Regions from separate parts of the Mus musculus genome. Here regions 1 and 3 are each linked to region 2. The links are chromatin contacts, called in public Hi-C and HiChIP or PLAC-seq maps. All regions are on one chromosome and are shown on one strand. The core of a region is the stretch at or near the end of the contact, and the rest is flanking DNA. Distances in the headings are between cores, read along the strand shown. Region 1 overlaps Gm41230 (predicted gene, 41230). Region 2 has its middle 75 kb from the start of Klf5. Region 3 overlaps Pibf1 (progesterone immunomodulatory binding factor 1).

The links. A called contact is a pair of places that touch in the nucleus more often than the background predicts. HiChIP or PLAC-seq counts read pairs in DNA pulled down with a chosen protein or histone mark.
Region 1: a contact with region 2 is called in a Hi-C map of pancreatic cancer cells. The contact joins two enhancer-like sites. A contact is called at or near these places in 3 of 484 Hi-C or Micro-C datasets (embryonic fibroblasts, embryonic stem cells and pancreatic cancer cells) and 2 of 115 datasets of contacts at active chromatin or transcription factors (embryonic stem cells and pancreatic cancer cells).
Region 3: a contact with region 2 is called in a FOXA1 HiChIP or PLAC-seq map of pancreatic cancer cells. The contact joins two enhancer-like sites. A contact is called at or near these places in 2 of 484 Hi-C or Micro-C datasets (embryonic stem cells and nephron progenitors), 2 of 115 datasets of contacts at active chromatin or transcription factors (embryonic stem cells and pancreatic cancer cells) and 2 of 9 other capture datasets (adipose tissue and embryonic stem cells).

The regions. Positions count from the first base shown.
Region 1 is chr14:99,533,855-99,537,655 of GRCm38.p6, reverse strand. The region is part of intron 1 of Gm41230 (predicted gene, 41230); the gene reads right to left. Among named protein-coding and RNA genes, the nearest start is that of Gm41230, 14 kb to the right of the region's middle. Within about 2 kb of position 1,750, at least 31 of the 459 cell types and tissues checked have an H3K27ac peak or open chromatin away from gene starts, as enhancers often do. A contact at or near this core is called in embryonic fibroblasts and pancreatic cancer cells, where this site is marked.
Region 2 is chr14:99,371,900-99,376,046 of GRCm38.p6, reverse strand. No RefSeq gene overlaps it. Among named protein-coding and RNA genes, the nearest start is that of Klf5, 75 kb to the right of the region's middle. Within about 2 kb of position 2,421, at least 27 of the 459 cell types and tissues checked have an H3K27ac peak or open chromatin away from gene starts, as enhancers often do. A contact at or near this core is called in embryonic fibroblasts and pancreatic cancer cells, where this site is marked.
Region 3 is chr14:99,127,924-99,131,901 of GRCm38.p6, reverse strand. The region is part of intron 5 of Pibf1 (progesterone immunomodulatory binding factor 1); the gene reads right to left. Among named protein-coding and RNA genes, the nearest start is that of Dis3, 30 kb to the right of the region's middle. Within about 2 kb of position 2,616, at least 15 of the 459 cell types and tissues checked have an H3K27ac peak or open chromatin away from gene starts, as enhancers often do. A contact at or near this core is called in pancreatic cancer cells, where this site is marked.

The DNA.
Region 1 (3,801 bases), core at 501-3,000, 160 kb before region 2:
ATTTCCAAGACTCTTTAAGGATATCAATATTCAAGTAGTAAATCCAGATCTCTATATATCTAGAGATGTGGGTCACTCCTGAAGTAATCTTTCATGGCCCACCTATCTGCTTCCAGTTGATTCTAATGTGTGGGCTGGCTAAGACCTGCTGGTTCCATCCGCCTCAGGTTCTTCATATGCAAACTAATGCTACCTCTTTGTTCACAAGATAAATGCTTGTTACAGTTTAGGAATGTAGTAAGAGGAATGTAATGTAGGAACTCTGTATGCTTTGGTTTAATTCTTTCCTTCCTACTAACAGGTTGGACCCTGGAGCTCTTTTCCTACCAAATGTCATTTGTTCTATAGGCCTGCCTGTTTACTGTTTCTCATTGAAACTGACCAATGGTGTTTGGAAATGATTCAACCTCCCTCCACACAAGGAAGCTGTTAGATTTTATCCTGGCAGCATGGAGCCTATAGCCTCTCTAGCCAGGCCTGGCTCACAAGGGACTTTTCTCCCTTCTTACTAACTAGATGGTCCAGAGAGAACACCCAGAAAAGACTCCTCTTCTCTATTGCAATTCGTAGTAATTGGAGATGCTTTGCAGTATCCCGAGATGCCTTTCCGATATTGGTTCCTGCTGGACACCTGTTCCTACCTGAAAGCCCAGCACTCACAATAGTTCAATCCAAGAACAGCGTGAGCACACAAAGTGTTCCAAAATGAGAAAGGAGAGAGAGAGAGAGAGAGAGAGAGAGAGAGAGAGAGAGCACATAGCAAACATGGACAATGTTCGTATACACTGTAGGAAAGGCAGAGACAGCAGAGGGAGAGAAGATATAATGGAGAGAGCGGGTAGAGGTGGGGTTTAGGGCCCTACCTTCACTCTACTAAATCAGAATCTCCAGGTTTGAGGAGTTTATAAATGTGTCTTTAGCACACTTTTCAGATGATGGTGATACATTAATAATAACATATAGACAAGAGATGGCTGCAGAGAGAGTTGTCAGATTTCTCCTCCTGCTCATGCCCTACGTACTACAATTCACACAGAAACCAGAGAGTCAGTTAGAGCCCCTTTGTGTGGGGGAAGGTGGGTGCTGATGTCAACAACTACATAGCTCCTGTTTTCAAAACTGTTTTCCTGTGCTCAAAAGCAGTCCCGTTCTCATGGTGTCTTAGTGCTGAACAGGTGTCCAGTCAAATCTCCTCTTCTATAGTCAAGGTATAACCTCCCCCATCAATCACTGGCCTGGTAACACCATCCGCACAGGAATAAATGGCTACAAACTCCTCCTGCCAAAGATGAAGGTCTTAGCCTTGCTGCCTCCATAAAGATGCTGCTAGAACATCCTCCCCAGCTAATTATTCCTCCCTGTACCACTCCCAGAAAGAGGAATTCCTATTCTCTAAAGCCTGAGAATATGTCCCATGTCATAGGCTAGGATAACAGCAATTCATTGAGGAAAGCTTCATATGGAATACAGATTTCAAATACATAATTTAAACAAAACAAAACGAAAAGCAAGAAAGAAGCATTTTTACAGTAGCGACTATACCAGATTTGGCAATGATTGACTTTGAAATTCATGGGGCTATTAGGGGCAAAAGTGAGTTGCAGAAGGGTAAATGATTGCCAGATCCAGGAGGCTGAGAAGTCACAGGCTTGTACAGGTGACCCAAGCTAACTGCCTGACAGATAGCACAGGGAAGCCTGCATGGTGCGTCATCATCGCCACACTAGTAAGAATGCAGAGTGCTGGGGTCACTCGATGAGCAGTCATCACTTTGGAATTTATAAATGGATGCCCGTGGATGCATAAAGAGTCATGCTTGCTTACTTAGCTTGGCTATTACTCTTACTGTTCTCCTTTTTTATAATGAAGTGGTTTTATGCTTCTGAAGCTTGGTTCATTAAGTCAATGCCATCATCCTATCTAGGACATTGGTCATTTTTATTGCAAAAGAAAAAAAAATCATTACTTCAAGAACATATGCCACATATTTTCCACGTCCTAAACTTTTCACCTGCTCTTGTTTTGTTTGGGGCTGATTCGTTGTAAGGAACAGCACATTGCCCAGAGGTCATCGTGAAGCAGAAGGGGATGGGGTTAGTCCTCTGTAGGTAAGCCCATGGTGGTTTTTGCTGTTTGCCATCGTTAGCATTAATCTCTGCTTCTTCAATATCACTAAAAGGGCTTTAGAAATGAACTTGTAGTTGAAGTGGATAAAAATGACCCCAAGCCTAAATCATAGGAGAATTTACAAATGCACAAATTTCCATTCCTATCCTGCAAAGATTAGGCAGCCTATTATTTTTCGACTGTTCATTCCCCCCTTTAAAAGAAAACATATATATAAAACATGGCCATGGAGGAAATAGACTACATCATTAACTGAAGCTGCCCTGTCCTTAGGAAGAAGATGCAGTTTAGAAACTCATGTGCACCTGCAGTGTGCATGTAGAAAGTGCCCTTGCTTATAAATGATACATACAGTATGTTCCTTGTCACTTCCTACTGTTTTTATTGCCATGCTTTTCAGACCATATTCATGAACATGTCTAGATTGTCCTTTGTGCTTCTTACATGGTTAGTGTGAAAACTCATGCAATAAACAACCCAGGTTCTTAAAAGCCAAGGATTTTTTTTGATGCCCCTAAATGAAGGAAAAGAAGGGAGCTTTCATCTTCAGCCTTGACTATGCACAGGCTTGGTAACAGAGGAAGGGACAGAACCCAACGTTTACCATGAGTTTAATGTCATGCATAAGGTTAGGGGCTGTACCTACAGTTCCTGGCTTTGCTCACACCACCATGGAAGGTCAAAATTACTATGCTTGCTTACCAGATAAAAAGCTAAGGCTCAGAGAGGTAAAAATAACTCACTAAGAGTATGAAACAGGAAGTAGAGAAGATAGGTCAAGACAGAGCTTGGCCTCCATAATTCAAAGGTAGTGTATTCTTTCCATGCAGTTAAAAGGTGAATGGACAGCCAGATGAGCTGGTACACACCTTTGATTCTAGCACTTGGGAGTCAGAGGTAGGCAGATTAATGTGAGTTCAAGGCCAGCCTGTTCTACAAAGCAAGTCCCAAGACAGCCCGGGTTCCACGGATAAACCCTGTCTCAAACAAACAAACAAACAAACAGAATGAGCACAGATTTTTGTCTTTGCAAAGAGATCATAGGTTGAATCTATCCATCATCCACAGGCCTTTTAGCCTGTTGGGTTTTGAATTAAACTCTGTCTCATTTGATTTTTTAGAATGAGAAAGAAAATTAGAACCTTGGAACTGTGGTTTTTTTTGAAATTCAATAAGGTCTCTTTTGAGACTTCTTAAACAAATGATAATGACCAGATGCCTAGGAAGCTATTCTCCTTAACAAGGCAAAAACAAATCCTACTTAAAATTATCCCTTGAAGGCTTAATGAAAACTCAAAATTACATTTACAAAGAGAGTATGGGTTGAGCTTATGGAAAAAGGACCAAGAATGGCTTCTTGGTAGCATGGTCCTTTTCTGTCCTCAAGAGCCTAGGCACATGCAAACTGATCCTGACCCTTGTTGCTGCTTAGACAGCTAATGACACTAGAGCTCAGACATCTCCCATCCTAATACATTAGAACCTCCTGAGTGCCAGGCCAGCAAAGGACATCCAGATGTAGCCTCTAGGTAAAGGGATTCTTCAATGCAGGCCCTGTTTTCTCTTTGCTTTTAAGATATGTTCTTTGACATCTTGGTAATTTCCCAGAATCCTGCAGGTGCCTTGTGTAAATGCCACAGGGACTATAAAGTCTGAAATCCAAATTACCTAATT
Region 2 (4,147 bases), core at 1,172-3,671:
AGGATATTCATATGCTCACATGTATATGTGCATGCTTACACACACACACACACACACACACACACACACACACACACACACACACCACATCACACCTCAGTCCCCCATAGGACTTTTTTTTAGAACCCTTTTATGTTCTTTTGTTGGCTCTCAAATTAGCATCTCACGTATTCCAAACTTCCTAAACAGCCAGGGATGGCTTGGTCTCCCACTACAACCTGCTCCGAGATGGGACAGCACACATGTGCCAGGCACCAGGCCAGGTTGTGTGCGGTGCTGGAGATCAAATCCAGACTTTTAAACAAGCTAGGCAAGTGCTCTACAAACTGAACTGCACCCCTAACCCTTGTTCCTTCTCCACACAGCCTCGATCTAGCACTCAGTCTTCAATTTCTTTGTAGCCAGCTCTCAGATCCAAACCTTGAGCTACCTGACTCTTGAAAGACATCAGTTACTCAGGGTTTCCGATTCCCCACCAACAACATTCTGCACGTGGAGAATAAGTGAAGGGAATAAAGAGTCACAAAAAGGGGAGTCTGAGGAGATGGCTCAGTCATGGAGAGCTCAGTGTTCAAAAATGAGACTCCGAGTCTGAATCTCCACATCAAACAGAACTGGGTGTGGCTCTGCAGGCTTGGAAGCCCAGCCCAGGGGATTGGGGAGCAGGGGCAGAGACACGCAGATCTGAAGAGCTCACTGAAACAGTTTAGCTGAAGCAGTGAACTCCAATTCAGTGAGAGTCCCTATCTCAAGGCAATAAGGTGGGGGGAGGGCAGGAGAACTCCTGAGAGCTTGCTCTGCCTTCCAAGTGCACACCTGCACATTCACAAGTGTGAGTCACACACGTGTGTCATACACAGTACACACTGCAAAACTATAAACAAATAAATTATAAATAGATATGACAAACAGATAGATAGTCACAAAAAAGAATGTTAGTAATACAGCCTTGACTCTGAAAACAAAGACTAAGCCCTGAGTCTTCTGTTTAGCAGTCACAGAAGAGTTTTGTTCTTGTCATTCTGTAGTTTGGTGCCACAGAAAACTGAAGGTTAAAACAGAAGCGCTCCACTGACCACTGAAAGTCTTGACACCTATGTAAAACCTCCAGCATGGGGCCCTGCACAAGTGAATGCTCTCTCCATTCGTGTAGGCTCTTATTATCCCAAGAACCCATGGGATTCATGCAAGCAGAAAGCAGCAGGCTCCCTCACTAGGTAACTAGAATGAATGGTGCATGTGTGTATGTTCGCATGTGCATATATGGGGTGGTGCAGAATTGAAATGAAAAAAAAAAAAAAAAACAGATGCAGAACAGGCAGGAGTAGAGTTTCAATGAGCTTGCCCAAACTCAACTTTGCTTTTCTATTGCTTCTGTCTTTTGGTTCCATTCTGATTTCCTTATGTGGCTCATTCTGGGGCACCCTGTGGGGACAAGATGGTTTTCCCAGCATTACCTTTATAACTTATTTTTTTAAATCCTTCAAAGACAAAGTGCAAGTCTCTCAGAAGTACAGCTTTAGGGCAACAACTCTGGCATGTCCTTGGGTCTGTATGGATCACAAGCCCACCACTGAGCCTATTCTTGTGGCTGAGGGACAGGTCATAAGCTCAACTCCTGAGCCCATGGCTGAGGGCAAGGGAATCTGTCACCCAGAGATACTCAGACATCTGTTGTCAGAAAAGTAATTCTTGGAACAGGGGAATCGAGTGCCTCACGGAACTGTAGGTCACAGAATCCCTTCCAAAGGTGAAAATTCAAAAATTGCCCACAAAGGAAGAAGATGGACAATGGATAGCTAGATAATAGAATACAGATAGATGATAGATAGATAGATAGATAGATGATAGGACAGGCAGACAGACAGATCATTGATAGAAGATAAGTTGATAATCACTGAACATATGGGGATATAGGGAAAAGGTGGTTTAAACTGAATTTTAAATAGTGCAAAATCAGCAATATAAGTGAAAGAAGCTGAAATACACAAACACACACACACACACACACACACACACACACACACATATATACACATATACAGTGAAATCCTTAAATCCTAAGAGTGGACAAAAGTCATGCTAAGCCAGAAAGGAGAGGAAAACAAGCCACCCATGAGGCAGAACATAGGTACATTATTAGTCATGGGAATCAAGTCACAGTGCACTCAGAGGTGAGTCAGCGTGCCTATGTCCACCTCATCAAAGCAAGCATGCAGAACATGCCCTCCGTGTCTGCTGCTTGCTTTCTCATCTTCTAAGACCAAATACGTGTAAACTCTTCAAACTCTGATCTTAAAATAGCCTTTGCGTTTTGCCTTTTGTCTTTGATTTTGTTTAGGTTATGACCTCTCTTAGCAGATGCCCAGAGTCCAGTACAGAACTGCATTGTTTTGTTTTGTTTCAGTTTGATTTTGGTTTTTCGAGACAGGGTTTCTCTTTTAGCCCTGGCTGACCTGGAACTCACTCTGTAGACCAGGCTGGCCTCGAACTCAAACTTCCGTCTGTAGTTAACAACGATGTTTTGTAGCTGGGTGTGGTGGTGCATGCCTTTAATCCCAGCACTTGGGAGGTAGAGGCAGGCAGAAGTCTGAGTTCGAGGCCAGCCTGGCCTACAACGTGAGTTCTAGGACAGCCAAGGCTATACAGAGAAACCCTGTCTCAAAAAAAAAAAAAAAAAAAAACTACAGTCACTTCGGAATTCTTTTTTTTTTTTTAAAGAGAAAATTGTCTATTTAGCCATTGAATTATGTGCCTCATAAATATATTTGTCAATTTTATCTTAATAAATCTGGGAAAAATGAAAAGCATGTGTTGTTTCTACAGGAACATTCAACATTTAACACAAATGTTTAAAGCAGCAAAGACACAGGAAAATTAACACAGAACTAAGGACATCCCTGAACCTGTGTCCTCACCCTTCTGCTCCTGAAACTTCTCAAAATGGGGACACAGTTAAGAACTGCGTAGGCCAGGCTGGCACGAGACTCGAGGTTCTTCTGACTCCAGCTCCTGTGCTGGCACTGTAGGCATACGCCACCACGTCCAGCTTCTCCTGAGACCTTTAAGGACTCTTCATTCACACTCACACACAGAACTGTCTCTGTCTCTTATCTTCTAATGATAGGTGTGTGCCTGCGTGTATGCGGCTGCATGTATGTGTGTACTGTGACTTCGGTCATGCTTTAATAATCTGTACTTTATTAATACCATTCATAATCATAACCATATATGTATGTGTGAATCTATGTATTATATAGGATATATATGAACACATATATACATATTCATACACATACATACATACACACACACATATATATATATATACATATATGCACATATGTATATATATATACATACATCTATACACATATATGTGTGTATGTAGGCATAGTGGTGCACTTGTAATATCAGCCTTTGGGAGATGGGAGGATCAGAAGTTCACGGTTGTCCTTGGCTCTATAAGTTCAAGTCTGGGTTACATGAGACTCTGTCTCAAAAACTTAATGTGAGAAAACCATGCAGGTATATAGAGATCTCCAAGTTCTTCCCCAACCCACAGTTTTGATACATCTGGGCCACATGCACCGATTAGCAAAGGTGGTTCTGTGTCAGGCATAACCAACGTCTCTAGAAACTGTTTTCCAGCCTCTTTCTCACTCTCCTCCGATTTCTCATTCAACCCTGTGGGAAAACTCTCCCGGATATCTGATTTACGGCTCCCCTCTGGTCACCTGCTCATTATCATGGCACCTTCTTTTTTATTTAATCACAAGTGGAGACTAATTTACACACACACACATATCCAGATAGTGCTGGCACATGCCTTAAACCCCAGCACCCAGCACTTGGAGAAGGGAGACAGGTGGATCTCATTGAGTTTGAGGCCAGCTGGCCTACAGAGCAAGTTCCTGGATAGTGAGGGCTACACAGAGAAAAAAAAAGTGTGTGTGTGTGTGTGTGTGTGTGTGTGTGTGTGTGTGTGTGTGTGTGAGAGAGAGAGAGAGAGAGAGAGAGAGAGAGAGACAGAGACAGAGAGAGACAGAGAGAGACAGAGAGAGACAGAGAGACAGAGAGACAGAGAGACAGAGAGACAGAGACAGAGAGACAGAGACAGAGAGACAGAGAGACAGAGAGAGAGAAC
Region 3 (3,978 bases), core at 1,367-3,866, 240 kb after region 2:
GCACTTTAGAGCCTTGTGTTGTGATTTTTTTTTAACTTTTGTTTTGCGATATGGTCTCATTATGAAGTCCTGATTGGACTGGAATATGACATGCAGACCGGACTAGCTTCTACATCCCTGCTGCCGGGATTAAGGTCAGGCACTGTCATTACGGCTGCTGCTGTTGTTAAGATGGGGTCTCAGTATATTCCATCCCTGGGTTGGAGCTCACTACTCAGCTAAGAGTGAACTTAACTTCTGATGCTCCCGAATCCACTCTCGATGCTTGGATTGTAGGCACGGTACCATGACACCCAGATTCTGTGCTCATGAGAATTGAATGCAAAGCTTCCTGGATACGAGGCAAGTATTCTACCAATTTTGTGGTAGTTTATGCACATAAAGATAGTCTTCTGTTATTGTTTGTAGTACGTGTACAGATGTATTAAAAACATTTGCTACAGTACAGTCTACCTTCTTACTCCAACATATAACAAGGACACATGTTCCAGTATGTTCACAGCAGCTTACTGAAGGGAGCCTTACATGGCTGTCTCCTGAGAGGCCCTGCCCGAGCCTGACAAATACAGAGGCGGATGATCACAGCTAAGCATTGGGCTGAGCATGGGGTCCTGGATGGAGGAATTGGGGAAGGGACAGAAGGGGCTGAAGGGGCTTGCGGCCTCATTGGGGGAGCAACAGTGTCAACAGCCAGCCAGAGCTCCTCTGGAGCTCCAGGGGACTGGACCACCAATCAAAGAGTACACTTGTAGGGACCCATGGCTCCTGCAGCATATTGGCAGAGGATGGTGTTGTTGGACATCAGTGAGGAGCGACCCTTGGGCCTGAGGGTGTTCGATGCCCCAATGTCGGGGAATGCCAGGGTAGGAGGAAGGGAGTGGGTGGGTGGGTGAACACCCTCATAGAGGCAGGGGAATGGGAGGATGGGATGGGGGTTCCTGAAGGGGAGACCTGGAAAGGAGAAAACATTTGAAATGTAAATAAAGAAAATATTCAATAAAAAGAAAACAAATAAAAAAACCAAGCAAACAAACAAAAAGAAATCAAACTGAGTTAGCCACGAGAAGCAAGCAGCAAATCAGCACCTCTCCATGGCTCTGCATTAGTTCCTGCCCTGTTTGACTTCCTGACTTCCTTTGGTGATGACGAAAGGTGACGTACAAGTGTAAGCAAATAAACCCTTTCCTCTGCTCTTGTCCGACATGTGTCATCACAGCAACAGTGGCCCTGCCTGAGACCGTTCCTATATGCGTTTTCTGCTACTTCCCGACAAAACCAGTAAAAACACAAATAAATCAGAATGGGTCCAGGTATATGTTTAGGCTTCCAGGCTGGAATCCTCTAAAGAGAATTCCCATTTTCTTTGTCAAGTGAAGCATCAAGTGAGTTGACAGAAGTGAGAAGTGTGAGTTGGAGGTTTGTAGCCAGAGGAAGGGAGGGAAGGCCTAAAACAGCTCTCAGGAGACTGGAAGGATCAGGGGGAAAAGCCCAGCGGTGCCCCACTGGAGGCTGCTAACAACGAATTAGAAGTACTTGGTGCTGCTAATGGGATTTTCTCCCCAGTAATGCTCAGCTAGACAAACAGAGGTGCCTTGGGCTATTTTGATAAAAAGAAAGTTGAAATTAAAGGCCATCAACAAGAGAGATGTTAAAGATGGATAAGGCAGTTAAGAGGATAGAAAACATACTTTTGGACTGATTCAACCATGTGAATTAGAAATTTTGTTATAAACACATAGCTGAGAACTGTGGCTGAGTATTCTGATGATGTGCACAAGCAGAGAAGCAGATGCCGATGTGAAGGGAGATATGCAAAGGTGTACAAACCTGCAGACCTGACCTGGGGATATAGCTCAGAAAACAGCACATGTCTAGCATATGCCTAGCACATGCAAAGCTCTGGGCTCCATCCACAGCACTGAAAAAGAACTGAAACACAGTGGGGAGGGAAATAAAAGCACAAACGCTTAGACAGTCACATCTGAACGTGACGTCATCTTTAACTTTCATTCACCTGACCTAATTGTCACCTGACGTAAGTCTTGGAGGTTTATTTGCCACAGTCTGCTAACCTAGGCTAGTCCTGGAAGCTTCTGGCCTCCATACAATCTAATCTAGCCTAGAATGTTTCAGCCTCTGAGATTTACTGCTAAATAAGCTCACCCTTTCTAGATCTTTCTGATCTCTGGCTACCTGGCTCAACTCAGCTGTTCTGGCTCAAAACTCTCCAAGCTGACTGATTCTATCTGGCATCTCTCTTGGCCTCTGACTTTTGCTCTGCTTGGCCCCAAACTAACTCTAGTAATCTGTCCTAATCTTCTGGCTGCTTCGCATTCTCTGGCTTGTTCTGTTTTCACCTCTGTCTAGCTTGTCTCTCTGCAGCCTGCCTCTGTACAACTGTCCCGGTAAAACTGCCCCTTAAGGAGCTTCCTTTCCCTCTCTGCTCTCCTGAGAGTCGGAGATATCCTACTCTGTCAAGTCTTTTTCTGATTTGTCACTTTGTCTGCTACTCAATTAGGCATCACTTTCACACATGGATGTTTCCTCCTACAAACTAACCTCACCTTCATTGATTGTGTACTAAGGGTGTGTCTGTATTCTAGCCAGACTGGTTAAAGGGCAAGCCAAACCACAACTAGAAACAGGTTTGTTTTTCCCAGTAAATAACACAATCTCAGGGTTCATAGTATGATCAGATATTCTGCAACATGTGACTTTGAAATATGGGAAGTACAGGCACCTGCCATGGAGAAGAGTTTGCACACATGTACATGTACAATGCCATGGAGAAGAGTTTGCACACATGTACATGTACACACACATATATACGATTTTTCCTTCAGTATAAATGCCTCATAGGGAAATACAGCCAGAAGTTCAGTGTAGAAACACATACTTTATATCATGAATTTCTCTTAAATCAAAAATTTCTTTCAAGTAAAAAGTATCCTTTTAGATCTATGCTGAAGAGGAGACAGAACGATTTATAGGAGCCAGAGGTGACGGATGACTAAGGAAAGAGTATCTTACGGATGCAGAGACTGTGGCAGCCTGGAAAAGACCTCAAACTGGTACAGCAATAAGAGGAGAAAATGATATGGGTTTATATCCCTGACCAAGACACTGTCTGCAATTAATTCCCACTGGAAAAGAAGCAACGGCTTTATTCCAATGGAGTAGAATCTCACTAAGTATTAACAATGCTTCATACCTAGATGGCCAACAAAAATGAAGCCAGTGGTATTTTTGTAGACTTTTTATCTCATTTTACATGTTTGGGATTTAAAAAATGATTGTTGTTTTTCTTGTTTATTTCAAGCTCCAATTTATGGTATGTCTATTTCTTGTTTTGTTTTTTGATTTTTTTTTTTTAAAGAAAGAAAGAAAAATTTAAAAGTAAGGTGAGTAGGGAGCTGGTGGATTTGGGAGGAATTGGGGAGGAGAAAAACAATGAACAATATAATGTATGACTTTTTTTCCAATAAGTGTAAACAAATCTCTCTTTAGAGTTACAACTTTTGTTCGTTGGGGTAGGAAGATCTGCTTTGGGTACTCTTAGGAACTAAAGGTAAGAGTTGGATATGTTGGTATATGTCTGTAAGCTGAATACTTGTGAGGTGAGGCAGTTGGACTTCAAAGCCTGGTTTATGGAGTTAGACCTCGCTACCATAGCATTGGAAAACAGAAAATAGTGTACTGCCTCAAAATGGATCCACATTTTATAGCTACACAATTCTGTGGATAAGGCAAAAGGCAGTAGACTATTGCTGTATTCCCCACTGCTTTCTCCCCTGTGTTCTGTGGGAAGATGTCCACCTTACGTTCTCTCATCACTGAAAAGTGGATTGCATGTGCTAGGAGCAGCCATTCTTTGCCTCCCACAAGATAAGCAAAAGATTAAGTTTCTCATAATCCTAGCACCTAGTACTGTGGCTTTTATATAAAAGTTTTGTAAGTAATATTTATGGAAGAAGCAAG